4 separate regions of the Mus musculus genome follow, and regions 2, 3 and 4 are each linked to region 1. Evidence: chromatin contacts called from public promoter capture Hi-C data. All regions are on one chromosome and are shown on one strand. Each heading gives the region's core, a stretch centred on a gene start, on an enhancer-like site or on the middle of the called end of the contact. The rest is flanking DNA. Distances are from core to core; before and after follow the strand shown.

Region 1 (7,979 bases), core at 2,788-5,287:
GGTCACAGGAGAATTTCCACCTGACACTTGCTTTAAATGTAAAAAAACTGGATACCAGACTATAAACTGCTCTTTTACCTCAACTACTGACTGCACACTCTGAAGACCTTGGGCAAGCAGGACACTGGAGAGTTGATTGCCCCACTTTGGAGAGAAAAGGTGGGGCAGTCCCCCAAGCTCCTTTTCCACAGGAAAGTCTGTCAAATCTTCTGGGCCTGGAGAGTGAAGATGGATAGATGCCCCCATTGACCATAGAAAGCCCTTGGCTGAGTGACTGTCCAGGTAGCAGTAAGCATCAGTCGGTTTTAACAGACTTGCAAGCTGCTTGGTCAGCACTTCCTGCTTACTCAGGTGAAATTTATCCTCCTCAGGATTTCTGTTCAGTTTGAAACTAGATTAATGAAAGATTTATCAGTTTAACAGCAGAAACCAAGGTCTCAGCAGACTCCTCAGTTCTCTTTATGTGTAAAACTCAGGCTTCAAACCTCACTTTTCTAGAGCTGCCTCTACTAGGTCTAGACACAGTCTCTCTTATTAGCAGACTCAGGAAGCCAGTTTCAAAGTAACTCTTTACTGTTCCTCTATCTAAAGGAACTCGCTTTACTGAGACTGCTCCCAATAATCAACCACCCAGGTCTCATGGTGAATAATTAGATAGGAAAAGATATCAAGTTTATGTAAGTTCTGAGGATACAGAAGCTTACGTTGTCAGGATCTAAGAAAGTGTTTTAGGGTCTAAAAAGGTGTTGTAAGGTTAGTAAACACAAGTTATAAAGGTTAGAAGACATAAAAGCTTAAATGGTGATAAAAATTATTTAAGGTATATTTTAAAAAGTGAAAAATGCTTCACATTTTTTTCTCCTCACTATGCTACTCTACTTCCTATATGCTACTCTGCCTCCTATATGCTACTCTGCCTCCTATATGCTACTCCGCCTCCTATATGCTACTGTTGTAGAAAGATTTCAAAAATTCAAAGTTTTAACATTAATCCATAGAGTTCTGATAAACTATTTAATATAGCTCTGGTACAGTACTGCTCATATTATCATAGTTACAAGCTCAAGATTTTAAATTTCCTTTGGTTATCTTTTAAGTACGGGCTTAAAATTACTTCTCATTGTTCTAAATTTATATACATGCAGTCTTCTGGATAGAGGAAAGAAGCCCCCTTTTCATGGTTTGCAGTGATACTAAAAATCAAGATGAAGCAAAGATCCCCAAATGGCATAAACAACCCACTTCTCCCTTACTCTGATGGCAGTCTCTTCTTTTGCCTGGCTTGCCCCTATTATGGGACAGATTGTTGTCATTTGTTTGGGTTTTTTTTTTCTTCTAGCCCCTTGCCTTCTCCTTTTCCTCCAGGAATGGATTCTTGAAGTCTCTAGGATAGCAGTTAACCAAAGGCTCCTACACTAATACCTGCCTTTGAACCCCAGCCTATCAACTCCTGACTCCCCCTTCCCACGTGGTCCCACCCTACCAGGAAGTAACCAAATCTGAACCAGTGCCCCTACACCTAATGAAAAGGGACCTAGAAAACCTGTCACTTGTTGGGTGATATTAGTCTGTTGGGTCACAGATTTGTCTGGCCTCTGTGGGCACCAGGAACACACATGTCTTTTAGTCAGTGAAGAGACACCATAACCACGGCAACTCTTATAATGGAAAGCATTGAATTGGAGTTGGTTTACAGTTTCAGAGATTTAATCTGTTGTTATCATGGCAGGGAACACGGCAGCATCCAGGTAGAAAAAGTTCTGGAGAAAGAGCTAAGAGTCCTACATCTAAGTCTGCAGACAGTAGGAAAAAAGAGAGACTCTGGGTTTGGTATGGTCTTTTGAAACCTCAAAGCCCATCCTCAGTGACATACTTCCTCCAACAAGGCCACACCTACTTCAACAACACCACGCCCCCTAATCCTTCTCAAGTGGTGCTACTCTCTGATAACTAAGCATTCAAATATATGAACCTATGAAGGCCATTCTTATTCAAACCACTACGTGGTACCGAAACAGACAGACAGACAAAAACATCAATACACTTAAAATAACAATAAGTAATAATAATAATAATAATAATAATAATAATAATAATAAATGATGTGTTAATGGCCAAAGGGAACTTCTTACCCCTCCAGGGTAATGACCAGGGTAACAGAAAGCTTTTCTACAAGGTTGATTGTCAAAGAGGGGTGACTTGAAGTTTGCCAGGCACACAAACAGGAATCATTTTAAGAACTAGTGCATAGATAGGCTGGAGCCTATAGATGTGGATATGTGTTAAGAAGTCTATTTTTCTTATCAGGTACACTTTTTAACTACAAGTTCAGTAAGAAGAACAAATACAGTCATGGATCAGGAGTATTAAAATGGTTATGAAACAATTTAAGTGTAAATGAAAATTAATTTTTTTGCAATAGGATGGGAAATCGATTAAACTATTAGAAAGAACTTGCATGTGTTATTTTGAGTTCCTGTTGCTTATCACTTTTATATCTGTTTGAAAGGGAAAACAAAAAAGAAACTAAAAGCTCCCATTAGCTCCCAGTGATGGCTCAGGCCTGCAGTTCCAGCACTCGGAAGTCAGGCAGGAGAATCGTCCAAGTTCAAAGCCAACCTAAGCTACACAGTAAGTTCCAGGGCCGTCTCAAAACAACAACAAAGCAAAATTAGCAATGATTAGAAGTTACCTGTAATGGTAACATTGTTCTGTAATGGTGAACATTGTTTAGAGGAAATATTTACTGTGCTAGGCTTGTAAAACCAAATTGTTTTTAACTTGTATAAGCAATGAGGAAGTTGCTCCTACCTTAAATGTACCCTGTGAGCTGACCTGAAAATGGACTACTTCCTGGTACGGTTGGGCTCTTCTTAAAAGAAAAAAAAATGCTGATTGTTGCAAAATGCTTTACTCTCTCAGCTATTCTACAAGGTAATGGGTCACAAGATTGAACAGGCTAAACTGCTAAGGCCCAGTTTTGTATCAAATGCTTGCTTGTTTGGATTATCTGAGACACCTTTGAGATGCCTGTTAGAAAAGCAAGCCTTGCCTGAACCCAGATAGGATATGAGTTGATTTAGTTCCCAAAACTACTAGTTTATGGTTTTTGCCTTTATAACCCTTAGATTAACAATAACTGGGGCCTTGCCTAGGGAACTCTAGTCCTGGCCAGTCTCTTTTTAATAAAAATCCTCTAACTTACTAAAACTAAAACCTGAATCAGACTGGTGAATCTCTGAATGACCACCAGACCCACAACCTTTTCCACAAAAGAACACTTTCCTTTTACAAGGTCAGTACTGATTAAATATTCACAAATGGACACAGTAGACAGGATCCAAAATAACACACAAGGAGGATAAACTCCATTCCAATCTTTAAGCAAAGGAGGTTTGTGAAGGGTCAAGATGGGGCATATACCAGGATCCTCTTTCAATGGAGAGGCATGGCCTGGCAAGCTGGTCAAACTTGACTGGACTAACACAAGGATGGAGACATCAATAAAATTAGAAGCATGGTGTTGTAGGTCAAAGTCTAAGGGCCAGAGCCGCAGTAACGGGAAAGGGGGAGAAGTAACGAAGGCTGAAAATAGAACCAAGCAGATTTGATAAATCAACATGCAAGGAATCCAGAAGAACATCTAGAAACCTCTGTCCGCCAACACCGGAGAAGCAACCTTTTACAGAAATAAATGGTATTTTGCATGTCAGCAGCTGGGGTATCTCTGAGCTATCTGGATAATGTGACAGCCATATTGAGAAGTAAGCGACAGTGGACTCGCAGGAGTGTTGGAGGCAGTTAGAAGCCACTTGTAGACAACCATTGTCACAGTGCTGAAACAGGCACCTCCAGAAGTCCAGGTCTGGAGAAGGGTGAGGAACCCAAGGAGGCACCACCACAAACCTGTGCGGTGAGGCTCTGGCCGGGGTGAGACCCTGTCACCTCCGGGTGCAGCCAGGGCTCTTCGAGGGAGCAAGTGGACGGGCGGACCACGTGGCCCTCAGCCAGTTGCCCCCAGCCGAGCCCAGCCCACCGACTTCCGCTTCCTGTAGTGTCGGGTACAGGGTCGGAAGCGAGGCCAGGCCGGGCCAGGGTGGGCAGTAGCCTGTGTCCTGCAGGGGGAGCAGCGGCTCTAGGCCGTCTAGGCTTCCCAGAGAGGCTGAGTGGGCGGCTGTGGGCGGATGCGGCCGCCAGCGACGCCCCCAGACCCGACCAAGGAGCCAGGGTGCAAAGGCACCACCCGAGGCCTGAGGAAGCGAGGCCTTCCGCTGACGCCAGAGCCAGGCGAGGGGGGAGGCTGCAGCCTGGAGGCCAGGGGGTGCGAGGAGGAGAGCAGGCAGAAGCAGAGGATGGTGACCCAGGCTTCTGGGAGAGAAGAGACAGAAGGTGACAAGTTGGGTGAGACATCCGCGTCCTGGAAGGTAGCAAGCAGAGGAGGGTCGGTGAACAGGGGGCCTAGAGCAGTGAAGGAGGCAGAACCCTCTCTCATCCCAGAAGACGCAGTAAGGAAGCTGGTGGTCACCCCGACCCCGAAGCCTTTTTTTCCTCAGCTGCCTCTGTCTTTGCTCTACTACTAACCTTTAGTTGTATTTGTGTGGTATTTACCAGTGCACTTGGTGAGGAGAGGTGAGATGGGAAGGATTAAAAAAATTAAATAAGTGTATGCCCATTTAGGAGCTCAATCATTATAATTACTGTCGAGGGAATTAATAATACTAGTGGTTTGTTTTAACTAGAGTAAATGATGCTATCTATAAAGGTTTTTCTGCTGTTTTAGAATTTATAGAGGTTTATTTCTAGTTCTTAATTAGATCTTAAAGCTGGCCAAGGCGATTCACACCCATAATCTACCAGGTGGGAGGCTGAAGCAGGAGAATCTCAAGTTCGAGGTCAGCCTGTGTTATGCAATGGACCCTGTTTAAAAATTTTTAATACTTAATATGAAAATCAGTTTGTATGTCTAAATAGCTCATCAGGAAAATACAAATGGATGGCTTCACAGATTTTTCTGTTAACTGATATTGCTTCTTTCTGCCCAGTGTAAAAATGTCTTCTGGTGTGTTTTCTTGTTTTGATCAGCCAAAGAGAATGGAAAAATTACTGAGGCCCCAAGTGATGATCCACAGCCAGGGACTGACCTGGTAAGAAAGACATCAATAACCAGTTCGGAGTCTTTGCAAACAGTGGAGTGCAGTGAATTTCAAAATATGGCTTTCTTACAGTCTTTGGATAAGGAAGAATTGGGAGAAGGTATTAAAAGAAGAATGCGAATTAAAAAATGTAAAAGTTTAGAAAATCCACCTCTTGAAATAACTAAAAATGAGGCAACACAAAATATTAAAGTTGAATTCCAAGATGAACTGTTCAAGAATACCCCAAAACATTCTTGTAACAGCTTATCACCTGGAGTAGAAAAAAATTGCAGCTTTGAATTGCATGATTACAGTTTTCTCCATTCTGAAGGTTGTAATAATGAAAACAACTTTGAGGATAAACCTCATGATGTATGTCTACACACTGAAGAGAACTCTTTGAAGTTAAAGAAAGAAAACCTTAGGAATCTTGCAGAGAAAGATGACACAAGAACTACTACTAAGCTTTTAAAAACTGAAAAAAGTGTAATAGCCAGTAAGTTACTGCTTGAAGAAAGTCATTTATACCAAAATAAAAACAATGGCTTGACTTCTTGCCTTCAAAGTGAAAAAAACAAATATTCAGTAGAGGAGAACAACACTGGGAGAAAACACAGGAAAAAAATGAAGTCTGGAAAAGAAGAAAAAAATATTAATCTTACTTTGTCTAATGTATGTAACAATTCTGTGTTGGTGTTACAAGAAAACCAAATGGGTATGGAAGGGAAAGAAGCAGAGACCTTAGAACCTAAAAAAAGTTTTCTAAAAGCTTTAAGAAAAATAAACCATAATACACTCCCTCCGGTGGACCATTTGTGTCTCCCCAAAACAGTGGGGAAAACAAGTTCTAGGCATCACATAAATGCTATGCTTCAGAAAACCCTCGAATCAAGTTTGAAAGAGGATATAAAAAATACTTCAGAGTCCTTAGGATGCAAACGTATAGAGCCAGAAAAATATAATAAATCGATGATAAGCTCTACAGTGAAATCACCTAGTGACGGCCATCATATGGAAAAGAGATCTCCACGGGGAGATCTGAGAAGTGAAACTGAAGAGTCAAAGGTTAGCTGTTGCAGAACAATACCAATGACTGGTAAAAGAGTTTGGCCTTTTTATTCTTGTGCTAGAATATCTGCCCAGTGTTGGAAAAAGACTTCCTTGTCAGATTTAAATTACTCACTTCTGGGGCCACTGGAAAATGTTAGGCAACATGATTCTATAATACACCAAATGAACCAGACTCACTTACCTGACTCTAAACTGTTACAACCATCCTTAACAGAAAGAACTACTGAGTCCTCAAGAAAAGAAATGTATGATTCTGATTTAAGTTGTTTGTCTTCAGTTTCTTCAGTAGAATCTACTGTGATGGATATAAAGGAAGCTATGTCCCATGATAAAAAGACAAAGTTAGAGGAACCCAGCAGAAATGGGGCAGAGGTAGTTTCTAATGCAACTGAAGACACCCAGTTAAGTAATATAACTCAAAGCTTAACAGGAAATAAGAAAAGGAAAGGGAATTTATCAAAACTTAATTTAACAGTTGCATCCCAAGAGAGCCAGGAAACAAATAACTGTGCAAATAAAACTGTTCATCGAAAAGTTTGTATTACTAAGCAAACACTTGTGGCACCGGACTTGGTTAAAATATTAAACACGGGACGGCTGACTAATTTTAAAATCCCTTTACTAAAGAACAAGACAGGAAAAAGAGGAGCAGTAAGTGCCAGGTCATCTGAGAGAGAAGCTTATAGCCCCCTAGAGCTACTTGACAGTTTATCTGGAGTAGAGGCAAAACAAAATAGGAATAAGGAAAATATCTGTACAACTTCAGGACCACAGTCTTTGAATTTACATAGTTGTATAGCTCCAGGGCAAGCTAGTTCTCATTCATTCTACAATAAGAATTCCTGTACTTCTTCGAGCTTTACCAAGAAAGGTTACGATAATAAAGCATGTAATCACATCTCTGAACCAGGAAATATTATTTCAAATAAGGAGTCTATTTCTATGAAAATTGAAAATAATACCTTTTCTTGTGATCTTGGATATATTGATCAAAGTTCCTTCTGCTCTAAGAAACAAGAAGCATTTGTGCCAATTTCCTCTGAAATTAGTGGTAGAAAAATGACTAAAAGCATTTCAGAACTCAAATTGGGGTTTCCAGATATTCTTAAAGCATATGAAGATGATGTCCTCTTGATTGATGTAATTCAAGATGATCCAGAGCTCTTTGGAATCTCCAGTGAGGGGGATCTTTCCTTTGCTTCAGAAGTCTCCAAGATAAGCCAGGAGCCCAGAGTATCTGAAGACCAACCAACAGCAGATTTTAAGCACATGCACCTTCCAGGGAAAAAAGAACCAGGCGATTTGAGGTATGCATGTTCAAGAATGCCTTTGGTTCAGATGATTGTTGGGTTTTACAGCACTCTTTGGTGTTGACACACCATTTTTAATAGTTATTTATTAAATACAGCAAATTACTGCTAATTCCTAGAAGTGTTATGCTAAAGTTAAAAATAGATATTTCTTGAAACATATAAAGCAGATTAGCTTTTAAAATCAAAGTAATTTATAAAGTGACTTCTTCATCAGTTGAGTTTATTTTCATTAGAAATATGTATATGAGCTCATTTTAGTCAGTTTTACTGATGAATTAGCCCATTTTCTGTGGATTTCTTGTTAGTTTTTTTTTTTTTTTTAATCGTCTTTCAGGGAACAGAGAAGCCCTGAAATTTATTTGAAATAAGACTTGCAAGTAGATTCAAAAGTTAAATTAATTATCAGAAGACAATAGTGTGTTTCCACTTGATTTCTAAGATAATAAATCACATTAAATCA
Region 2 (7,979 bases), core at 1,621-4,120, 810 kb before region 1:
ACCTACTATACCATTACTGTATTTGGATACAGTACAGTATTTGGATACAGGCAACTCAACCCAACTCATCACCACACCACATCACCACTGTCCCCTTCCTCCCTCTGGCACCTACTATACCATTACTGTATTTGGATACAGTACTGTATTTGGATACAGGCAACTCAACCCAACTCATCACCACATCTGTTGACTCAATGTTGTTCGAGGTTAAACTCCAGGTATACAAGGGCCCCTAATTTGTTCTTATACAACCTTCAACCCAACTTGAGGCTGTCCTATCTGGAGAATATTTCATCTTAAAATAAAAAAATGAGAGCACTGTCCAAGAAAACTGAGATGTATTCTCTCAGACATTTCTCATGTCTCCATACCCTTTTTTGTACTCTTGTCTCAGCTATTCAGGAGATTTCTTCTGTAGAACATCAACTTGTGTTTATCCCCCAGGTCTGGCATCTGTACTTCTGTTTTCCAATGTATGGACACTGAATTCCTCCCCAACGATCAAACCGAAATGATCTCCCTTTTTGCCTCAATTCTCTCCTCAACCCCAATCTCCTCCCACTGACGGCTCTTCTTGTCTCAGGCATCTCTTCTGTCCTTGGTGCAGACAGCTGGCATTTCCCCAACTCTCTTACTTCCAAAAGCTTTCCATGGCTGTTTCTGAAATCCCAGATGGAATAGCTGCCATTATCACAACCATCTGGAACCAAAGAGACTCACTGCAGGTGTCATTCTTAGAAATTACAGAGCCCTGAATCTTCTTCCGACAGAGAAAGAGAGTACCCATTTCTTCCTCCAGCAAGAGTGCTACTTCTCTATAAACCATCCCAGGGTAGACTGAGACATGGCAAGAAGATGGCACGCAGAACATCCAAACCCTGCCAGCATCCCACCTCGTAAGCACAATGGTTCAATGGGGGTGATGGCAACCCTGGCTGGCTACCCTTTTATTTATTCTCCTTATTTCCCTATTATTAGCCTTTGTATCCTGTCTTTCAAAAGCATATTTATTTTTATTTATGCGTATGTGTGGGTGTATCTGCATGTGTATGCACATATATGTATGGTGCCCCAGGAGGCTAGAAGACAGCACTGGAGACATAGACAGTTGTGAGCCACCTGACATGGGTTCTGGAAACTGAACTCTGTTCCTCTGCAAGAGCAGCAAGTGCTCTTAACTACCAAGTCATCTCTCCAGCACCTGAACCTGTGGTTTAAACTAACCCAGGGGTTGGAGCAGCAGTTAACAGAACTCGGTGCTTTTTCAGAGGACTGAGTTTTGGTTTCCCGTACCCACATGGCATCTAACAACCACCTGTAACTCCATTCCAAAGGACCTAATATTCTTTTCTGGCCTTTGTGGGCACTACATGCACACGGTGCACAGACATGCAGGTAAAACACCCGTACACATAAAATAATAAATGAGATATGGGCTATCTAAGCCCTTTGTCCTCTTCAGACTGAACCCCTTGATTCAGGACACCACCAAAAGTCATGGCAACAACATCTGGCTCCTCCAAAATCTCTAATTCCAAAATCTGTTCCATGGCAACATCCCAATTCAGCCCAAAGCAGCCCTCTGAAATCTATGCCTGAAGTCTGGCCCCATTGCTCTCCCAACCCATCACAAAACAAACGGCAGAAAATATCAGCTCTAGTGGCACCAAGTCACATTTAGTGACATCTTGTCCCCATGTGCCACACCTTAGCTGATGCCCTGATTCTTACCACCTGCCAGCTGAAATACCCTGCTCCGCAAACAGTGGCCTCACTGCAAGCTCAGCTCTCCTAGAAATGGCTAACCTCATTTTCTCATCTCTAGAGCCTCACATTACCTCTTTCCTGACCTGTAGACACAGGTCTATAAGTGAGGGGTGGGGGGAGGGCAGGTGCTCTGTGGAGTTGCTTATCCCTTGTCTCTGCATCTCTACTCTAACAAAGAAAAGTTGAGCATGAGTAAGAGATAGAACAGTATAAAGCTCAACCCCTCTCGGAGATATCAGAGGTGGCAGCAGGAGCCAGGCAAGCACGCCCATTGCTGGTGCTTGAGTCTGCATCTGGGAAGCCCAGTCTAAATAAGTCTACAAATTTTTTGCACCACTTTTTTTTTTTAATGTTAAATGTCTTTGTGGTACACAATGAGATCACTTAGTTCAAGCCTGGACTTCTGTTCAACTGGCCCTCAAGGTTTCTTGGAAGGCATCCATACTTTCTAAATGAATCCAGCCACATTCAGATCTTCCACACCTCTGACTCCTCCTATAGGTCCTTGTAAGTGGTTCTGCCCAGATGGCAGGGAAACCTGGGCCTTGGAAGCCCAGGAACCGCACAGTTCTGAGGGGGAAGGGTCAGGTATCCCAGTGGAAGGGAACCCTGAGACACGGCCGATAGGAAGCCTCCTCAGCAGAGGCATTGTAGCTCCCAGGGGAAGGTAGCCCTGCTCCACTTTCTCACTCGGTTCCATCTTTTTATTGCTTCTTGGCTTTTCCTGATGAGAGAGTCACGATAGGTGGAAAGTCTCATGAAAGAGATTTATTCAGGGTAAGGAGGGATGAATCCAGACATGGCTGGCTGCCCTCTGTTCCCAGAAGCAGACAGCAGAGAATTGGACAAAGGGCAGGGCTTATGTAGAATTTCTTAGGAGGCAAAGCTTTTCAGAGCAGAGATTTCCCGGATGAGGATTGGTGAGATTTCAAGTCCTGAGTTTGGGGAGCTCAGGGATTGGTGGGTTCTCCTGCTCAGGGATTGGTGGGTTCTCCTGCTCAGGGATTGGTGGGTTCTCCTGCTCAGTGATTGGTGGGTTCTCCTGCTCAGTGATTGGTGGCTTTTTTCCCCACCACCTTTTCCCTGCATTAGACCTATGGGTTAGGATGAGAGGTCCTTCCTGGCTGCAGGTGGCTTTGGTTGAGGTAGCATCTCTGTGGAACTGCTGGGGAGGTGGAGAGGAGGTGCTGCCACTGTGGACAGCTCCTGTGGGATAGATAGTTCCTAAGGCTGTAGGCTGAGGCAAGAAAGGTGTTGCCACCATAGACAACTCTTGAGGGACAGCTCCTGCTGATGGCGGGAAAGGGGATGAGCCTCCTGCAGACTGAGGAAATGTCCTCTTGCTGCCATTCTTTGACAGTTCCGGAGGGGCATCTTACTGGCTATAGGTTGGAGCAGGAAGGAGGGGCTGGCTGCCACTTGGACTGATTTGCAGAGTGCTTGCTTCTTCCAGACAGCTCCTGCTGAGGTGGGAAAGGAAATGTGCCACCTGTGTCAGTTGCAGGCAGAAGAGGTGTTGTGGAGACGTCATTTTTGACAGCTCCTGTGGGCATCTTGTAGGCTGGGACAGGAAGGAGGGGCGGGCCACCGCTTTGAGGGGTTTGTAGCGCTGCTTAGGAACTTCAGTTAGAAACAGAGAAAAGCAGCCTTGTATGGGTGAGCCATGTAGGGTGGGAAAATGTTTAGCATCTTCAATAGGGAGTCAGCCCTCCTGCTCCTAAGTTCACTTGGGCAGGTCCACTGCCCACTGCTCAGTGGAATAAACAACCTTTCTTCTTGCTCTTGCCTCCTCTCTGACGAGGTCGCTTTGTCAAGAAGCCTGACTCTCGCTAGACCACGCACAGCGCGATCAAGATTATGGGGTCCTCCAAGATTCCTAGAGAGACTCACAGAGGATTGGCCGGTCGGTGAGATGATGTATTTCCGGGCCAGGAATCTTTAAAACCTGAGAGCGTGGATGGTGAGAGGCCGTTAGAATCCCTCCGTAGGTGAGTGTGAGGAAACATGAGGAAGGCTTGGTTGGCATGGACCTGAGGGAGGGAAGGTGGTCCTCTTGGGCCCCAGGCTTGCCTACCGGGGTGCTGGAGAGAGGGGCGCGGTCTGAAATGGAAAGAGGGCGCTGTGGACGCGACGCCTGGGCGGGAAGAGGGCGCTGAGGGTCAAAGGCTTCTACAGCCTAACTACAGGGAGAGACATGGAGGCCCCAATGAGGCTGGGCAGGGAGGGTGACACCCGGGTCGGTGAGGAAGAGGCTTGGAGCAGAACAGCTTGAGATGCAGGCAGGAAGATTGTGCAGGAAAATGGCACAGTGGGCCTTAAGCAGGCGGACCTGAAGTGTAGGACAAGGCAGCGGAGGACATGGCATTTTTGTCAGGGTGTCTTCCATGACTTAAACCTTAGTGCTGCTGATTAGTGTGTTAATGTTAATTCCCAAAAAGGTATTTGTAAGAAAGCACCTAATGTGTGTTGGATCTAACAGTTTTCGATGTTTATATGAAAAATGTCTTGACTTAGCTCTTTGTACCGTCCTTTATACTCTTCATATTTTTATCTGTTAGATATCCATGCCACAGGCAGTTGTTCACATCTCAGGTATTATCTTCAAGCACAAATCTCGCCCATCCACTCCTCTGAACGACAGCAGGCTTACTTTCTAATTATTAAAGGATGAATTTACCCAGAGCAGAAAATATAACTAAGAAACGAGACTGCTTTGCTTCCCTGTACTAGAATATTTGAAATCATATTGTGAAGTTCATAGATTTCTTTAACAGGATAGTGTTTTCCTTCTCACTGCTACTGTTATAAAATTGAACAAATATACCACAATCTCTAGCCAGAAAACATAAAAATATTCCTAATAAACCACCTTTAAATTGTTTGACTTGCTTTACAAAAAAAGATAGTAATTATTATTAAGTAGCAAGGGGCTAGGCTGGTTCTTAGGTCTGTCAGTATTCACTGGATTTTATGTATACACTTATTCCTCTTGTATCTGTACCTTGCTGTTGTCTCTGGATTACTGAAATTATACTTTTAACAGTACAGGCTATCATTATACATTTCCTGGATGAACCTCTTCTCCATTGTGCCTGCCATCTCACTTTTGCTAAGACTAGAATTGCTACTGATAAGAAGTAACTGACGAATAATACTTCACAGGGCCTTCAAAACAGGATGAATCAAGGATTGTATGCTGAAGAAGACAAGTGTTGTCACTAATAGTTTCTCTGTTTACCTTCAGGTCCTGAAAAATCTAAGCCTGCATTTGCTACAGAACTGAAAGATTTGATCATGGAAGATATCACCATAAAAGCAGAGCCTCAGGTAAGCTGTACATACCTGTGTGGGTTTACAATGCTATATATGTACATATATACAAATATGCACACATACATGTATATGTACATATATACATACAAGCTTGTACCTATGAGTACATTTACATTAATCTATTGTTTATTTTATAAATTTCTCACTGAGGTTTAACTGACACACATGTTTCAACTGTATCTCTCACTTTTTTGAAATATATACATTCATATGACTATCACTTATGTTAATACTTTAAGCTGTTCTACTTTGTGCCCTTTCCAAAGCCATGGGGATTGCTCATCTCTCCACACTGGGGGTGCAGATACCTGCTCTCATCCCCAGCTTCTATGTGGGTGATAGGGATCTAAATTCATGTGTTCGTGCTTGTGAAACAACTATTTTACTCACTAGACTATTTTTCCAGCCAATGATATCCTCCCCACACCTCCCCCTGACACTGGACTGGGCACTGAATGCAGGGCTTTGGGCATACTATGTGTGCTGCATAATTTTATGTCATCTCGACACAAACTCAAGTCATTTGAGAAGAGGGAGCCTCAATTAAGAAAATGCCTTCAAAGCCTCCAGGCTGTAGGCAAGCCTGTAAGGCATTTTCTTCATTAGTGATTGATAAGGTCAGGTCCAGCCCATTGTGGGTGGTGCCAGCCCTGGGCTGGTGGTCTTGGGTTCTATCAGAAAGCAGGCTGAGCAAGGCAGGGGAAGCAAGCCAGCCTCTGCATCAGTTTCCACATTCAGGTTCCTGCCCTGTTTGAGTTCCTGTTCTGGCTTCTTTCAATGATGGACTTCAATGTGGAAATGTAAGCCAAATAAATCCTTTCCTCCACAATTTGGTTTTGTTCATGTTTTTTTCATCATATCAATACTAATTCTAAGATACCAGGCAAGCACTCTACCACTGGCCCACTATCCCACTGCAATCTTGCCTTTTGGCGGATATAGGCACTCATTCTCCTGGGATTGTATGTGTGCGTGTGTGTGTGTGTGTGTGTGTGTGTGTGTGTGTGTGTGTGTATGAAGTTGCTAGATCATAAAGAGTGCATTTGGTTAGTCTTACTATCTGCTCTACAAACGTTTTCTAGAATACTCATCCAGTTCGTACTTATTACACTTTGATCAGCAGTATACAGTTGTGCCCCGTGATTGTCTGAGGAGAGCTGTTATTTGTCATTTTAGGAACCAGTGATATTTGAAGATGAGGCTGTGTACTTCACGGAGCAGGAATTGGCCAGCTTGACACTTGATCAGAAGGCCCTGCACGAGGAAGTGGTGCTTGAGAACTTTGCACATGTGGCTTTGCTGGGTAAGGTTTCTGTACTGTAGACCTCTGCTTGGGTTTGCAGACTGAAGGACTTGCTTACAGTTATTTGCCAACTCCAGGGAAATGCTTTGTTTCGCTCTGTGACTTACTGCTCCATGTAATAGAAAGCAGTAATGGAAAGTGCCCTTCTTCAGTTTTTTTAAAGGCCTTGCACAGATGTATGTCAGGCAAGTGCTGAACCGCTGAATTACAGCCTTAACCGAGCTCCCACTTAAACTAGTTTCTTTTACCTTTTAAGGAAAGTTTTTAATATATTTTAATCATACATAATGTTTCATTAGGACATTTTCATATGTGAGTGAATGTCCCATTACCCCTCACATGACCCTACTACCTAATATCCTTCCTTTTTACAGCTTGTCCTTGTCACTTTCATGTCTAAACTTTATGTGTGCCTTAATGAATTTGATTTGAGTTACTTATAAAGATCTTCAGTGTTGAGCCGGGCATGGTGGTGCATGCCTTTAATCCCAGCACTCGGGAGGCAGAGGCAGGCGGATTTCTGAGTTTGAGGCCAGCCTGGTCTACAAAGTGAGTTTCAGGACAGCCAGGGCTACACAGAGAAACCCTGTCTCGAAAAAACAAAACAAAACAAAAGATCTTCAGTGTTTTGTATATTAAAATGCTTCTATTTAGGTGAATATTTAGAGTAAAATTTAAATATTTCACTGGTTATATATATCTATATCTATATCTATATCTATATCTATATCTATATATCTGATTATATATATATATATATATATAACTGATTATATATATATAGATATAGATATATATATAATCACATTTTTGCGCTCTCCCCAGCTTGGCAAAGTTACTACATTTGTATGCTCTGTGCAGTGTTATCTTACATAATAACAAGTTAAAACAAGGAAGTTATTTTTGCTTTTTATTATAACATTAAAATTTAAAAATCACATTTATATTTAAGGTGGCTTACAGATTCTGTGGTTTCCCTCCCCTTTAGAGTATATTGAAAAACTGAGGAAGTATATTCAGCTGGCTGGAGCAGAAACATCCAGGATGGAGGCTTTCCTCTAGGTCAGGTGTACCAGGAAGGCAGAGCCATGTTACTGCTCCTAAGTGCAGTCTTTTCTGTAGTCATGCATATTTCTTTAGATGTAATGCTTTTTAGCTCATTAAAGTTGTTCATTATCATGTGCAAAGCAGGTGCTTGTGTCCTTTTTAAACAGCTTTATGAATGTAGAGTTCACAAACCATACAGTTTACAGTGAAATACAACACCTCCCTCAGCAGATGAAGAAAGATTATGAGGGGCTAGAGATGGGCTTTCAGATTTAGGTAGTGATCTATGGAATGTAATGTCTAGCTCATTTGAAGTTTGGACTGGAGTCCAGAGAAAAAGAAATTTCTTTGACCAGATGGTGTAAATATTGATTGACACAGAATTCCACATATTGATCTTGAGACTTTGGACTTGAGATTTTGCAGAGGAGCACTCATAGAATTTAAGATAGCTCTGGGATGCTATGGCCTCTGAACAGAGTTGGGCTTAGCTGATAAATGAAGGGATGTGGCAAAAACTTCTGGG
Region 3 (7,979 bases), core at 2,073-4,572, 750 kb before region 1:
ACACCAACACCTGTTGCCACAGGCAGCATGGAAAACCTGGTTTGCCTATAGACACACTGGGCCTGAGGGCAACACTGGCAAGAATGCGAGAAGGCAGAGAAAATGAAAGATTCATCCACATCCTGGCCAGATCAGGGAGAGACTGATCCAGTGCAAAGGGGTAAGGCCAATTTGGCCACCACCTCGATTCATCTGCTGAGGCACAGCCTGGGGTTGAAGAAGTTCCCAACTCCCTGTGGTAGTGCTGGGGTTTGAACTTGGGCCTATGACCTAGGCAAACCACCGAACTACAACCCCAGACCTTAATTTTCTCTCAATATGAGAAAACTGTACCTCTGGTCTTATAGCCCAGCTGTCATCCTATCTGATAGAATCTCAGGCATTGGAGCAGGGCAGAATTCACAGCAGTGAAGTTTTCTGACTCAAGGGCAGAGCAGACATGGAAGGCTCTGGAAACACGGACCCACAGGCCTTTGATGGTAACTTAGCAACTCAAGGCTTCTTGCTGTAATTACTCTCACCCAGCCAGGCAGAGGAAACACCTGGCTGTGGCTGGTGGCTTCGGAAGCTGTGGCTATTCTTTCACTGTAAAGAGTCAGGGTAACAAGCTGGGGTGACAATTATTCCCACTGCCTTGGTGCTGGGCTGAGAAGGTTAAGCCATCAATGCACAATTACAAAACCACCACCTTTTACAACTGAAAGAGCCCTTGAAAAATGAATTCTCCCGAGTCTTTATAAGTGAAGTCTCTCAGGCAGCCAGGGATACAGTGGTTGCATGGGAACTCAGCACCGGACTCCCTCACCTCACACCCAAAAAGCTCTGCTCCCTAAACAGGGCCCTGCCTGAGATGCACGCTGCTTTCTCTCTCTCTCTCTCTCTCTCTTCTTTTTCCCAGCAGATAAACAAGGTTTCCCCGACCAAGCAAGCCTTCAATGTCCTACCCAAGCTGCAGACTCACCCACCCACAAGGTCCAGAGCTGAGGAGACCTTCCTGCAGGCTGCCTCTTCTTAACGCCTCACCCAGGGGACTGCCTTCTTCAGTATCACCACTCATGGGACAACAGCTAGTCAAGCTCTAGCCCAATGTGTTGCTCAGATCCCACTGTAACACAGAAATGCCTGCCATGCATCCTAACTGGGTCCCAGGACAGCAGAGTGCAGAAGCAGCAGAGAATGTAACAGCAATAAGAGCTGTCAGGTGAGTTCCAGCCCCACTGCTTAGCAGCTAAACAACACTGCTCCAGGCCTCCACTTACTGGTCTGAGGCAGGACACTTATACTATTCCAAGAGGGAGGTTCCAGGTTTGTGGACCCAGTGACCCAACAGAAGCAAAGCTCTGTGCCTGGCAATTATCCAACTCTGTAAGACAGCAGCAATATAAAAACCCATTTACTGACTCTCACTCTATGCAGGCAGCACTCTAAGTTCTGCATATGTGGTCTCATCCCTGCTATAACCTAAGGCAAGTACTATGAAACACACTAAAGGGCATATGCTTGGGACTGCTATATGTATTGTTCAATACACTGTAGCTATTATGGGGAGGGGCTGAAGTTCAAACTCAAGCCTGAATTGCAAAGCCCATGGTAGCCTGTCTGGAGTCTTCCTTCCCTGCCATATCTCTCACCCAACTTGAAAAGCCCTGGGGATCATTTTAGCATCTCCTGAGGGAGAGTGTCCCTCCAGACAACCATGCTGAGGTGACTGACAAGGCCTCTGGGGAACAGAGTGTTGAGTAATTTAATATTCTGGCTCTCTAGAAGCCTTTGCTTATTACTGCTATTTCTGAAAGCAAGAACTTGCCAGCCAGAAGTCCAAGGTTGGTTAGAAGCATGTCGTCAGCTTGGGCTGATGTCACAGGCCTGCTGTCCCAGCTACTGGGGAGGATGAAGCAGGAAGATCATAGCTTAGGTGTGTCTAGGACTTACTGAGACCGTGAATCAAAGCAAAGAGTAGAGAGTGAACGGGTGTAGCAGAATGTTTGCTCAGCACGCAGGAGGCTTTGGATTCATCCTTAGCAAACAAACCAACCCTGACGGCCCTGACAGTCCAGCACACCAGGATGATGCTCCACCAGGGTGAATCCACTCACCAGCTCCCTCCCTTTCCAAGGCCCCCAGGGGCTCTCAGCTCTCACCTCTGAGGATAAAGTATCCAGTTCTCTTCTAACTCTGTCACCACTTGGAACTCGGATCCTTCATGTGAAAGGGCCGGCTGATCCTAAAAGCCTGAGAGCAGCTAGTCTGTGGAAAAGACAGGACCCGGAACCAGAACTCCAACCTTGTCTATAGAGTTGGTGGTCGTGCATGCTAACATTTGATGTGTTCAGAACCCAGACAGAAAGCTTTGCCAGCATTACCTCATGGAAGCCTCACAGCAATTCTTCAAAGAAGGTCTTTTTTCACTCTGTCTTACAGAGGATGAAGGAAGGGACCAGAGAAAGTGAATGAGTTACTTATGGGGACATGGCCGGTAAAGGAGCCAAGATTTTCCCAGTGCCTGGAACAGTCCACACATGGTAAATGAATTGTGCTAATATTCACATGTCCCATAAGCCTAAAACCATCTACACCAACAGGCTCGGGGCTGGTTGGCATAAGGTCAGAGGATACTGGCTGCTCACAACCTGCAGCGTGATTCTGGTGGAAGGTCCCAAACTTTTACCCCGGATTCCCACTAACGATGAGAAAACGGGTTCCTATAGGCAAGTCCATCAGGGTCGTCCGTCAGTAGCCGCCCCCACCCCCACCCCCCCGCCATTGTCAAGCAGACAAACTCCTAACTCCGACTGTCCGTCCATCCGGGTGGTTCTCTACGGAGCCCCAACTGCCTAAAGGTCAGCAACAGGCCGACCCAGGCACCGCTTCAAACGCAGCTGGCGCAGCCCAGGCCCCCACTGCTCATCTCTCCTTGCTCCACGCCACCTGTGCCAAATGTGCACCATTCTTTCCCAGGCACGAGCATGTGCGTCCCCGCGGTCAGAGGCAGTGAAGGCTCCAGCCGAACGGTCCAGTGCGCCATCGGGGGCCGGGCGGTTCAGGCCCACCCCTCCCACCTCGGCGCCTGCTGCAGGCGGCGTCTACCGCCCTGGGTCCGGCAAGCCCGCCGGCCTCCCCTGCAGTCCAGGGTCGGGCACCAAGCCCGGCCCGGCCCGGCCTAGCGCCTCACCTGAAGCCGGGCTCTGTGCCCCGTCCGCTCCGAGCCCGGGGCCCAGCTGCGCCACAGATGCCCGCGCTGCCCACCTGCCGACAGGGTGTCGCAGGTGTTCCTAGTGTGCTTGCCCTGCTGGCGAGCTCAAACTCCGGAACCCGGGCGCGTGCGCGGGCCTTGGGACCCGCCTCTCGGACCTCGGCCAGGATCACCTCTTCGGCTCACAGAATCCTGGGAATTGTAGTTTTCAAGCGAGCAGCATGCACGAGCCTGGGAAGACCAGAAGCTCTTCTTGGTGTTCTGTTTACCCAATTATGAGAGTTCTGATGATAAACTTAAATACAAGATACAGAAATCTTCATATGTAATCTGTTAGAGAAAAAATAATCCATACCTTGACATGCTTTTAAGACTCATAAAGAGACTATTGATGGCTCAGCAGTTAAAGTATTCACTGTAGATGAGCACAAAGACTGAACAGAGCTGTTCATGGTCATTACTGAAGGCTTCTGTGCTCAGTTAACTTCGGATCGTCTCCCCTCAAACCTGAGCCAATGGATCGCTCCTCCCTTACCAGGCTTCTTGTCAGGTATGTTATGTCTCTTTTATACTTTTTCTGGGAACTGCCATTTGGCTTTACAACCAAACTGATGGGGTGTTATCATGAGTGGGTGTCAGATGACAGTGTTGGAGCTCGGACTTGACATCAGGTGAATCTGACCAAAACGGCTGGATTTCTCACTTGGGAAATGGACATTGTGACACTTCTGACACGATGACCCAAATGTCATGTGGAACCTTGTCCTTTTGAGAACTGGGCTGGGGGTGGGGGTATATATTAAGGGACCCTCCTCACTCCTCCCCTCCCCCACCCCCACCCAACTGGCCCGGTTGGCCACAAAGCCTTCCCAGAACCTCAGACCTCAGTGGGCTTCACTCTCATGGTTGTTATTACAAACTCATCTAAAGTAGTCTCTGTCTCTCTGTCTGTCTCTCTCTGTCTGTCTCTCTGTCTCTCTCTGTCTGTCTCTCTGTCTGTCTGTCTGTCTGTCTGTCTCTCTCTCTCTCTCTCACACACACACACACATACACATACCTGTGAGAAGATCAAACAGAGTGCACTGAAGAACTGACACAGAGAGTCGGAACAATGCCACTGGCCACAAGGCAGATCATTTCTGGATTGGGCACCATTTGCCTGTACCATGAAGAAGGCCCTGTGGCTTCCTGCTTCCCCCAGCCCCTACCTGTGCTGCCTGGATTCTTCCTCTTTTCCTACCTCCCCCCATTTGGCTTTTGGTGTTTTAAAAAGCAACAATCTCTTTCTTGGCCTCAAGGGTTGCACTAGTCTGTGGAAGCTCCACATAACTGGCCCCCTGGCCCTTCAGGCCTCAACCTTTGTCCTATCTCAGAGGGTTCTTAGTTTCAGGCAATGTGTCTACCCTGGCTGGCTTGAGCAGAACAATGTGTGTGAAGGAACATTTAGTGACATGTGGGCTCATTAAGATGAGGAGGAACAGACTCTGCATCTAGGGTCTGCTCTGATGACAGTGTCCAAGCCATGTCCAAGAACTATGCCATGCTATCTGGAGATAAGGAGGTCAGCTTCCTCTGACACCATTCCCCATGCATAAGCCATCTCACAGAGTGCTCTTCCTTCATCTGAGTCACAGTGTGCACGTGCTTGGCAGAGCCTGTGTCTCAGAGAGACTCCTGTCTGTAAGGAGCCCTGAAAACTGAGTCCATGGCTCTTCATCTCCAAGGGGGCTCTGGGTGAGAGTAGAGCTATCCAGCCTGCTGCAGCTACTCACCAAGCAGATCACACCTCCAAAAGGCTCTTCCCTTCATAAAGGGGATTTTGTTGACAGGTTTGATACATGGCAGGTAGAATAAGCCTTTGGGGCAGTGTACTTGTTAGCCTGTGGGGAGGACCTGTCAAAATTAGGGAGTACTTCCAAATAAAGATGTTTCAGAGGCAAGAGAAAGAAAGGAGGGAAGGAGAGAGGGAGGGAGAACTGCTTTCTCTGGTCTATTGTTTTCAAATGGCTTTGACATTGACTGGCATCTACTTGTTGAAATTATTGAGCAAGCACCTGTACCCACTGAGCCACTCAGTCCTTCTTCCAGGAACCCCTTTACTAAGGGACACTTACCATTGTGTGTTTTTATCAGCTTTGTGAAAATCACACTGTCAACTTGACTGGATTTAGAATAACCTGGGAGATTAGTGAGGCACGCTTCTGGGTGTGTCTGTGAGGGTGTTTCTAGAGAGGACTGAATCGAGAACACTCCGATGTGTGAATGGCACTGTTCTGTTGGCCAGAAGCCTCAAGGTAATAAAAGGAGGGTGACTGAACTGAGTGCTGGCACTCCCTTCTGCTTCCCATCTGTCTGCTAGCCGCATGCTCCCACAGCCATGTTTGCCCAGGCAAATGGAGCCAAGCAAGTGTGGATCCAACACCCTGAAACTCTGAGCTGAGATAGTTATTCTCTTACATTGTCTCAGGCACTTTGACCATAATGATACAAAGTAACTAATATAAGCCTTCACATTTTTTTTTTAGTCCTTTGTCTGGAGGTTCAGATCGGAATACATTGTATCCAAGTCAAATCACCAAGGTCAAGCAAATTTGACTAATACTTGCAAAACCTGGAAGATATACAGACTGCTCAGTTGTTGTGCTTCCCATAGAGACTCCAAGTTTTCTTTATAAACAACCCAAGGTCTTTTGGGAGATTATTTACAGATCTGGGGGACATGTAATCTGTAGAGGCCTCATATGCTCTATGGAGCAGCACAGCTGGCTGCTGCAATCTCCCACTGAATGAAGAGGAAATCTTGAGTCTTTAGTTTTATGTGAATAGCACTGTATTAGTTAAGTTTTATACGACTGTATTAGTTAATTTTATCTTGGCTGCATCAAAATATTAGGCAGAGTCACTTAATGGAGAAAGGGTTTCTTTTGGCTCACACTTTGAAGATACAGTTCCTCACGGTGGGAGGGCATGGAGGCAGAAGCGTGAGGCAGCTGTTACTGTATCCACAGACAGGGAGCAGAGTGCTGACCTCTGCTGCTCCTCTTGCTTTCTCTGTTCATCAGTCCCAGGTCCCAGCCCTTAGGATGGTGCTGCCCACACAGAGGGCGTATCTTCCCTCTTCAGTTAAATCTTTCTGGAAACATTCTCATAGACACACCCAGAAACGTGTTTCCATAGTGATTTTAAATTCAGTTAAACTGACAATAAAGACAAGCCATTACAGTCTGCCAGTTTCCCTTAATCTGCCCATCATTTAGGATGTTTGCCAATGTTCAGGGCATCTGCCATGTGCATTTGCAGTCCATACAACCTCAGAGAAGGCATTTGTGCCCCTTGTCAGTCAAGGTGAAGGTGAAAGCTCACTGGCTTTGCTTTGTCCTTGTTCTAAGAGGCTCTTCCAGTGTGGTTGAATCCTGCTGGTTCACAGCCCACCTGCACAGGGCAGTCCCCTGACTGACATTATGAAGGCCTCTATCCTGATCTTCGGATTGCCCTCTTGGTCCTCGGGAGACACTGCCAGCCCTTGGCTTGATTTTGTCAGCTGGAGACTAGTCTCCTTAATTTACTTTGTCCTGTACTTTGTGCTTCCATCAAATACCTGATTCTGGATTGTGAAAAAGACATTTTGTTAAAGCAAAACTACTAAGAACACTGAAAATGCCAATGTGACTTAGACAGTAAGTGATCTCACCAATGCTTTAAAATTCACCAGTTCAGAGAGGAAGGTCATGTCCTAAGAGGGAAAGAGAATTCTCAAAGCAAACCAAGGGCAGCTTGTTAGAGCAGAGATGTCGCTGCTTCCCTGGGGTGGGAAGGAATCCAACATTAGCTGCCTGTCCCCTGTGCTTTCTCCTCAAAGGCTCGTACAGAGCTCTGCCCATGCTCCAGTCTCAGTTCCAAGTGTTCGCGGCCCAGCTAACATATGTGAGGCTACATGAAACCTCCCTGAACGAATCCTCTATCGCTCCCGTTTGCTGTGTCATTCTTCAAAGTTGGATTTATTGAAAGGTGGCAACAGGGAGCTATATCTAAGGAGTAGGAAGTGAGGCAGAAAGGGAAGGCAGCACAGGGCCTGTTGCCATCTCTGGGACACACAGTGGTTCAGCTCAGAGCTCTGGAGGTGACAGAAGAATGCTCTTCAGCTGTTCACTTAATGAGTGGCATGGGTTAGGGCTATTTCTGGGGGCATTAGCACTTCCTTCTGCTCCACATGTACTGATTGAAAATCACAGAGATACAGGTGTTGAAGATCCCGGTGTTTGCCTTGGGGAGTCTTCAATATCCTAGGAGGCCCTGGGGAGGGAGGCGGCTGGGAGCCAACAGCACCTGCTGCACTGGCTGAAGTGTCTCCACTACTGAGTCCCTTTGCAGGGATCCCTGTGCCACACACTGTAGCTGCTGCAAATAATAAGGCAGATACTCTGTGACTGAGCTTGGGATGTGGCTGGGAAGATCAGGGTTCATCAGAGAAACACACTACACACAATAATGCCAGTGACTACAGAAGGGACCCCAGAGGGATAGGGGAAGGAACAGCTACAACACAGACTACTGGGAGGAACTGGAGAGTCTCAGAAGCTAACCCTATGGAGGCAGAAGGGGTATGGGGCTGAATTTAAGGAAGAAAACAAGCATGGGAAAGGCCCTGTGGCACCAGGAACTGTGAGATGGAGCTAGAGATGACTGGAAAACAAGGAAGATTGGAACTAAGTGAGACCAGATGGCGAGTCTGAGGCAGAGCATGCAGTCATGGAAACTGCCTTTAAGGTTTGAGAGAGACCACAGG
Region 4 (7,979 bases), core at 2,266-4,765, 510 kb after region 1:
TTTGTAGCTGTACAGATTAGCCAATGGCTGGGAAAGCCAACAGAGGATCAAACCTTGAATGGCTAGCTCTGTATTCTCCTAGGAAAGGAAGCTCCTAGCAATAAAAAACATACCAAGGAGGCAGAAGAAGTCTTGGGTTTCATCTCAGTTCTGTCTTACATAGCTGTGAGATTATAGGCAAGAAACTAAAGTTCTCTGAATTTTAGTTTCTGTCTTAGAAAAAAGTGTGTGTGTACTATACCAAAATTACTCAATGTGCCCCATGGAATTATAAGCACTATGATATTAAAACTGATCAAGATTAGTAATTATTGCTCTTCAGATCCGGTAAAGAAGTGAAGTTCCCATACTACCTGGTTTAGTGACATGTAAAAATTACCAGTGATCTGAGCAGACGTGCATCACAGTAGCCACTGAGCATCTTCAGTGGCCTGACAACAGTGGCAACAGAGAAAGATTCCCCCTCTACCCTCAGATACATCCCCAGACCACAAGGAGCCAGAAGGGCAGCTAAAGCCATGGGGCTATAACCATCCTCTCAGGCTCCTGAGAAGAAAGCATCTTACTTGATAGAGGCCTCAAGATAAACAGAGATGCCATGCAGCTAAAGATTCCCTTCTGCAAACACACAGCACATCACAAACTTGAAATACACCTGAATCCCTTAGGGAGTTTTACCTTTCTGGATTCCCACTTCTGTGGCCTTAAGTGAGTCCATCTCCAGTTTGATGCTGATGCTGCGGGCCCGTATTTTGAGAACTATGGCTCTAGAGCAAGTTTAATGTTTCAAAAGCAGGTATGAATGAGATGGAGCAAAGGAATACATCTTTATTTTATTTTGACAGGGTCTCATTATGTAATCCAGGGCAGCCTTCAACTGCGGTCAGATTCCCTAGTACTGGAATTACAGTACTTAAATGCCTTAAATTTACTTTTGTGTTAAGCTGAGAAAGATCTTTGCTCTGCAGATAACTCAAAGAATCTGAATCTACCACGTAGCAGACAGGTTCTACCACAGAAACACAGAGTTACAGCTATTGGTTACCTTTTACCAAGAACTTGTTAATGCTAAATAAACATCTCAGAATTTGATACTAGCATTTGAAACATGCCACCTGCTTAACTTACCAAACAGAATGTAATCTATGTCTTACAATCAGCCATTTTCAGGTCTGGGAAGATGGCTCAGTAAAAGTGCCCGGTACTTAAGCAGGAGGACCTGAGTTCAGATCTCCAACATGCATGTGAAAAGCCAATCTTAGTGGTGTATGCTTATAATCTCGGTACTGGGGAGACAGGGACAGGAGGACGCTGGCCAGCCAGTCTAGCTGAATCTACCTGCTTGGTGTTTAGAGACAGACCAAGATAAAAACTAAGGTGGAGAGTAACTGGAGAAGGCACTTGACTCTGACTCCCCCACACAAATGCATTCAGGAGTGAGTGGGCACACACAAGAACATGTATATATACTGTATATTCACCACACCTACCGAGGTGGTTCTGTGAAAGACACTTGGCTCACAGAACTATTTATTGATTTTCCTGGGGCACCATGTGAAAACAAACTATGCCAAGCGCTGTGAACCTGTGCTCTGTAGAAAGGACGTACGTGTCTGGGGCCCAGTGAACTGATTAGCAATCCCCATCGGAACCATTCTGAAAGCGATTTCACCTGTCTCAGCCAGGAAGACAGATGGCGCCCCTCTTTTCAGGAATTTCTTCATGATTCATTTGCGTCTTGGATCCCTCTCCCAAAAGCAAATAAAGGAAACATACACATTTCTGGAGGAAAATGTCTGTATTAAAAGCCAGAAAACCACATTAATACAAGAAGAAACGCCCACCAGGCCATGTCACTGAATAGATCGACTTGGAAAAGATTCATAAAGTTCTTTTGTAAGCAATTACAATAAATCCGTGTCAAATCTTCCCTCGTCCCCCCCTTTAAAAAAACAAACAAGAAGCTTCAAATACAACTACATTCAGATACAAAGAGCTCCTGTTACCACAGCTTTAGCAGTTGAATCTTTTTGTTTTGTATTTTTTTTTACTAAAACTTTCATTTAAAACAGTTATTAAATATATAAAACAAATACACAGGATCTGGTCACTTTCTGCCATAAATAAAGGGCATGTGGGCGCAGGGAGGGGGTGCCGCAGGGGAAAGAGCCGGTTTCCCTTGTGTCCTCGAGCCACGCGTGGATCCCACCCTTCAGCCCGAGAGCTTGCCCCTGCTCTTCCGAACCAGAACCTCAGCACAAACCCCACTTTCCCACCTCATTTGTGCCTCTCTGCGGTCCCCTCCCGGGAAAAGGATGAACAATAAGGACAGCACGAAGCGCACCTGCCCCGTCTCCGGTGAGGAAGGCGCGTGCGAGCGCTTACACAGCGCGGACGCGGGGCGGAGGGGGTCACTTAGGAGCCACCCCCGAGGTGACAGCCGCGGCAGCAGCAGCAGCAGCTGCAGCAGCGGCGGCGGCAGCGGCGGTAGTCCCCGCGGGTACGGCTGCAGGAGCGGCCGCGGGGGCGCCGGCGGTGGTCCGGCGCTGCTCCATGCCGTTGGGCAGGAAGCCGGCAATGATGGGCACCGGCCAGATGAGGGCGGCCACGCTCCACACCACGATGACCAGGGTCATGAAGCAGGCCACCAGCGTAGACTCGATGGGCTTGCGGTTCAGCCGCCAGCCCGGCTCGCCCTGCAGCTCCTCCAGGCTGAAGTCCAGGCAGCAGAAGTGACGAGGCTCGCCCTGCAGCCACAGCGGCCCCGGCTCGGCCGCCGGGTAGGCAGGCAGCGCGGTGGGAGCCCCGGCGGGAGCCCGCAGGCGGCCGCGCACCCAGCCGCAGCCCACGCACAGGCGCAGGTCTTGCTGCGCGCCGCCCGCCGCCAGCCCCAGATGCTCGATGAGCAGTGGTGGCCCGACGCGGTGGAAGGCGGCGGCGAAGAAGGCGCGGCCGTGCGCGTTGGTAGAGAAGAGCAGCAGGTCGCACTGCAAGCCCCGCGGGCGGCCCCAGCGCACGAGCAGCGAGCTCAGCATCTGTCGTTGCACGCTGATGTTGCAGGGCGCCGCCGGAGCCTCCTCTGGGCCCGCGCGCTCTGGGGGCGCCGATGCCGCCGATGCCAGCAGACGCGGGGTGGAGTGTTCGTTGGTGAAGGACGCATTGGCCGAGGCGTTTGGGGGCGTCCCTGCAAGGCCGGGCGCATCCGTGGCCCCGCCGTGCGCCGGCGGCAGCTGGCAGGCGGCGGCCAGTAGCGCGGCGAGAAGGGGCAGCATGGCCTGTGGCGAGCGCCTACGCGCGCGGGGCAGGCGGCGGCTGCATGGCGCGCAGGCGACCGTCCGGTGAGGGAACCGCGGGGCCTGGAAGGCCGAGGCGGAACTCTGCCAGTGTATTGGGACGACACCGGCTCACGGGCCGCGATGGCCTCTTCAGACTCCGCTCGTCGAGGTTCCGCTGCCCCCAGAGCTGGGGCCCTTGGACGGCCAGGAGGCTCTGCTGGCTCGCGGCGAAACGAGAGAGGATTCCCCTGCTCGGCTCCGCCTTCCGCGCGCCCCGCCCCCGGCTCACCGGGTGCGGGGAATTGGGAGGGCGGGGCTCCACTCGCAGGGGCGGGAACTGAAGACCTGAGCGACAGGGCGGTGCGTGGAGGCGGAGCGAGGGGACCCCCGAGGGCGGGAAGCCCAGAGCGAGTCCCGGAGCCCAGACAGTCCCTCTGTCACGCCCCCAGGAGAGCTAATCAGTACCTCCTTTCTGCTTAGGAGAAACTAAGAAGGGAGAAAGTCTCCGGGCTACCTCAGGAGCCAGAGACAGGACTCTTGTACCTTTCTGCTGAGTTCAGAAATTCAGATCTGGAGTCTGGCTGGTTTTAATGTGTCTTCACCACAATAGATACATATGGGTTTTTTTGTTGTTGTTGTTGTTTTGTTTTTTGTTTTGTTTTTGTTTCGTTGTTTTGTTTTACAGGAAGAGAACTCATAAAAAAATCCTCAAAATTCTGAAGTTTTGGTGTTGGTTGGGGCAATGGGAATGCAAATCCCACAGGTCGGATGCTTGAGGACACCTGCAGTCTAGTGTGCACATAGACACAAAAAATTTGTATGTTAGAGTCCATGAATATCAGTCTTCCGGGATGTATATTGTGGAGAGGTGGAGTTGTCAAGAGTAATTTAATAGGATACAATTTATATTAAGAAGCCTACCTGAGTCCTGAGCTTGATGGTACAAGTCTGTAATCCCAAGTGAGAATCCAGAGTCCAAGTTCCTTGGAGAGGCCAGCCTGGGCTACCTGAAAACCTGTCTCAAATAAACAAAATCCAGTACTAAGGTGGTGAGGAGAATTATGAGTTTGAGGACAGCCTGGGCTACACAGAAAGATGCTTTCTGTAAAGAACAAAAAACGTTCTTGGGAAGAAGAGGCAGCTCAGTTGGAAGGGTGCTTTCCTAGTGTCCTAGCAAGCCCAGGGTTCAATCCCCATCACAAAAAGGAGCAAACTGCACTTCCCTTGTTTTCTGGCCTCACACTTGGAAACTAATGTCAACTGACCCCTAAAATGGCTTGAAACAGTTGTGCTCTGTAAATCTAAGAGTGACCCTCCCTCTAAGCCAGCTAAGCTTTCCCAAGGGCCTGTGAAGGACAGGATGACAGCCATTGCTGGGTACAAAGTGCTAAATATATTTCTCTAAATAGTTCTCTCTCTCTCTTTCATTCTTTCTCCTGCTCTTTCTTTTGAGTCAAGGTTTCACTTCGTAGCTTTAGCTGTCCTGGAACTTATTATGTAGACCAGACCGGCCTCAAACTCTCAGAGATCCACTTGCCCCTGCTTCTTGAGTTCTGGGACTAAAGCCATGTACCACTAAACCCATCTTCTAAGTTGTTTTCTAACAAATAGTAACATTGGAATGAGGGAGAGACACAGGTAGACAGAGAGAAAGTGGGGAGAGAGAGAAGGGAGAGAGAGAGCCTTATAAACAGAATTCCCCAAAGTACCAAGTCTTCTCTGTTGGTCTTGGTTCCCTGAGTGACAGCCGGGCGGCTGGCACCCACCCTGCATGGGACTGTGTTATGTTAATGGAGCTTGCAGTCCAGCATCTACCCCACCTTCTCAGTGCTGGCCAGTTGGTTATCTATTCCTGCAAATCCAGCCCAGTGTGACTGGATTCTTGGTCTCTGTAAAAAAGGTTGATGTCCCTGAGGCACAGGACACACATCTATCTATCTATCTATCTATCTATCTATCTATCTATCTATCTATCTACTTTTGTGTTCCCAGATGGGACAATGTGCAGTTTCATGTTCTTATTTAAAATGACTTATCCTTTTAAGGAACAAAATATACTACCTGGTGTGGCAGCCTTGTTTAAATATGAGCCTACTTCAAAACAGGGATATCATGTGATCCCTAGGGCTTAAAGGGGCCTAGTTGTCAAGGATTGAGTCTTGAGTCAGGTCTCTATCCATGACAGCAGGTGACATTTTCTGGAACTTTAGGCAGGAACATGCTGAGCTTCTTAGGGGTTCCCTTACTGTGTCTGTACAATGGAGGTGGGGGTGGGGATGGGGGTGGGGGAAACTTGGAAGGGAAAATGACAGACTTGTTTGCAGTTGCGTATGATGGCATGCAACTGTAACAGCACTTAGAAAATTGAGGGAGGATCAGGAGTTCAAAGCCAGCTTGACATAGTTCAAGTCTAGACTGGAATGCCTGAGACCCTGTCTCAAAAACCAACCAACCAACCACAAGCAAAGAAGCAAGTCTGGTTTGGAGAGCCAAGAAGTCCCTGCCAAGTTGTTGACATGATAGCCCTTCACACCTTCATCCAGACAAGTTACCTTCTGTCTTGTCTGCTGGTATATGACAGAGGCTCTGCTAGTACTTATTCCCTGACGAATCTGCCCATTTAAAAGCTCTGATTAACTACTGTAAGCATTCTTGAGGGTCAGTTGCTTTACTTATGACACAACAGCATTATGGTGTGATGATACCGGTGTCACCAGAAGAAAGCTGCTTGTTTCCCACGTGCTGGATTTACAGGTGAGCGCCACTACGCCCAGCTCACGCTACCTTTCCTCGCCATCACTGCTGTGTGTGCTCTTCCCTTCAGCTTACTAGGCTCACGGAACACAAGCCAGGAGTTAGAGTGCCCAGGGCCCGGTCACTGAGAGGGTCTGTCTGCTGGTGAGAGCTTGGCCTGAGCTGTAGCTGTTCACGGGTTGAGGTTCCTTTTTACCACGCCTGTCATTCTCCTGCTCTGCTGCAGGTGTGCAGGCTTCCTTGCTGTCCCAGGAATACATGAAGTGAACTTCAGCTTCAAGCCTTTACATAACCTGTTTTCTTTTTTCCCTGAAGTCTGTCTTGGTTGCCCCTCGCTTCCTTTCCATCTCTGTTCCACTATCAGCTCCTCAGAGAGCCTTTCCCACCCTTTCACAATAACAAGCACCTACCTTCCTAGTCCCACGCTACATCCCACCTTCCTCATTGTGAGCTGCCCCATGCATGCTTTCTGTTTGCCTCTTGCTCCTTCTTTCATTTGAATGACCCCTTTCCCAAGCAGGACTTTGTTTTGTTCAACAGAACTTGACATAGCACACTGTAGGGGCTGGGGAAATGGCTGGCTGTTAAAGTGCTTGCTGTATAATCAATCATTAGGACCTCACTTCAGATCCCTGGCACCTGTATAAAAGCTGGGCACAACGTACACAACTGTAACACCAGCACCAGGTGCACGGGGAGACAAGTGGCTCCTGGGTCTTGCTGGGTAACCAGTCTAACTGAATCAGCGTGCACCTTGTTTTAGGAAGACTCTGTTTTGAAATATAAGGAGAGTGATAGAGGAAGACACCTAATATCAACTTCTGTCATACAAGGCACACTCACCCACATATAGATATGTTAACCCACCCCTACATGAGCCAGAGGAGGAGGAAGAGGAGGAGGAGGAAGAGGAGGAGGAGGAAGAGGAGGAAGAGAGAGGAGGAGGGAGAGGAGGAGGAAGAGGAAGAGAGAGGAGGAGGAGGAAGAGAAGGAGGAGGGAGTTAGTGAATTCGGCAGCCTGGGTTAAGACAGAGACAGAATATGAGCAATAGTTTAGGGAGTGGAAAAGGTGGAAACAGCCTAGATGCTCTTTATCAGATTGAAGAAATAAAAGCAAATGAGACTGCTAGCCAGTGGTAGCTCACGCTTTTAGTCCCAGCACTTGTGAGGTCTCTGTGAATTGAGGCCAGTCCAATCTACATAGTGAGTTCTAGGACAGCCAGAGCCACACAGAGAAACCCTGGAGGGGGTTGGGTGGAAGCTATTGAGATCCTAAATCCCAGAAGAGAGGTGGGTTTGATAAATCACTGCTTTGTTGATAAAACAGTGTTGATGGGCAATTTTCCTGTACAGAATGTATTGTCACAAAACAACTGAGCACATCAAAGAAAGTAATTAGTAGAAAAAATGTGCAGCAATTCCATCCTCCCGTTTCCTGTGTCCCTCTCTGGTATTAGCTAATTTTTTCTCCTCCTGCCTATTGAAGCAGTAGCTTTGAAAGACTGAACTGGGTTATCTGAGTCCTCTGACTCAACACCTCAGAGTGCTGCAGGTGCAGGCACTCCTCAGCCCTCTCTTATTCTGGGTGGAATTGGCATATATGATTGCCACATATTATAGACTGAGAAACATGCAGGAACCACAGAAGACCCAGAAAATCACAACAAAAAAGAAAAAAATGGGATGGAGCAATGAAGAGGGTAGAAACTAGGTCCTAGGCCATGTCAAAGTCCCTTGCAGAAGGTGTGGTCTTAGTGCTGGGTGTATGCCTGAGGAAAATCTTAAGTGGGAAAGGATGACTTTGCATGCCTGGCTCACTTCCTAAGAAAACCCATTCTCATACCATAACTCGGGCCTCATGTTGGAATCGATAGCTCACACCAGCCGGCCATGGAAACAGGTCTGGAAGCCCGCTGGGGTTTGGTGAGCTAAAACTCTGACAGTTTCTTG

The links. Promoter capture Hi-C pulls out the DNA fragments that hold promoters and counts their contacts.
Region 2: a contact with region 1 is called in a promoter capture Hi-C map of embryonic stem cells, with 3 times the contacts expected there. The contact joins the promoter of 1700048O20Rik here to the promoter of Topaz1 in region 1. A contact is called at or near these places in 2 of 39 promoter capture datasets (embryonic stem cells and hippocampal neurons) and 1 of 484 Hi-C or Micro-C datasets (cerebellum).
Region 3: a contact with region 1 is called in a promoter capture Hi-C map of embryonic stem cells, with 2.8 times the contacts expected there. The contact joins the promoter of Pomgnt2 here to the promoter of Topaz1 in region 1. A contact is called at or near these places in 3 of 39 promoter capture datasets (embryonic stem cells, hippocampal neurons and second pharyngeal arch cranial neural crest) and 1 of 115 datasets of contacts at active chromatin or transcription factors (embryonic forebrain).
Region 4: a contact with region 1 is called in a promoter capture Hi-C map of pre-B cells, with 5 times the contacts expected there. The contact joins the promoter of Tmem158 here to the promoter of Topaz1 in region 1. A contact is called at or near these places in 15 of 39 promoter capture datasets (the 3T3-L1 cell line, 3T3-L1-derived adipocytes, the C10 cell line and 9 more), 6 of 15 datasets of contacts at CTCF or cohesin (CD8 T cells, the NIH/3T3 cell line, embryonic stem cells and 3 more), 111 of 484 Hi-C or Micro-C datasets (3T3-L1-derived adipocytes, the 63-12 cell line, the AML12 cell line and 60 more), 6 of 115 datasets of contacts at active chromatin or transcription factors (astrocytes, bone marrow-derived dendritic cells, embryonic stem cells and 1 more) and 3 of 9 other capture datasets (adipose tissue, liver and macrophages).

The regions. Positions count from the first base shown.
Region 1 is chr9:122,743,162-122,751,140 of GRCm38.p6, forward strand. Topaz1 (testis and ovary specific PAZ domain containing 1) reads left to right here and starts at 4,038. Exons shown (of 20, transcript NM_001199736.2): 1 at 4,038-4,401; 2 at 5,083-7,513. The coding sequence starts at 4,185.
Region 2 is chr9:121,934,405-121,942,383 of GRCm38.p6, forward strand. 1700048O20Rik (RIKEN cDNA 1700048O20 gene) reads left to right here and starts at 2,871. Exons shown (of 5, transcript NR_033553.1): 1 at 2,871-2,915; 2 at 3,572-3,758; 3 at 5,015-5,097; 4 at 6,280-6,406.
Region 3 is chr9:121,992,704-122,000,682 of GRCm38.p6, forward strand. It overlaps Pomgnt2 (protein O-linked mannose beta 1,4-N-acetylglucosaminyltransferase 2), which reads right to left and starts at 3,323. Exons shown (of 2, transcript NM_153540.4): 1 at 3,173-3,323. It overlaps Gm39463 (a long non-coding RNA gene), which reads left to right and starts at 3,283. Exons shown (of 2, transcript XR_871388.3): 1 at 3,283-3,743.
Region 4 is chr9:123,257,274-123,265,252 of GRCm38.p6, forward strand. Tmem158 (transmembrane protein 158) reads right to left here and starts at 3,516. Exons shown (of 1, transcript NM_001002267.2): 1 at 1,784-3,516. The coding sequence starts at 3,272. The coding sequence ends at 2,412.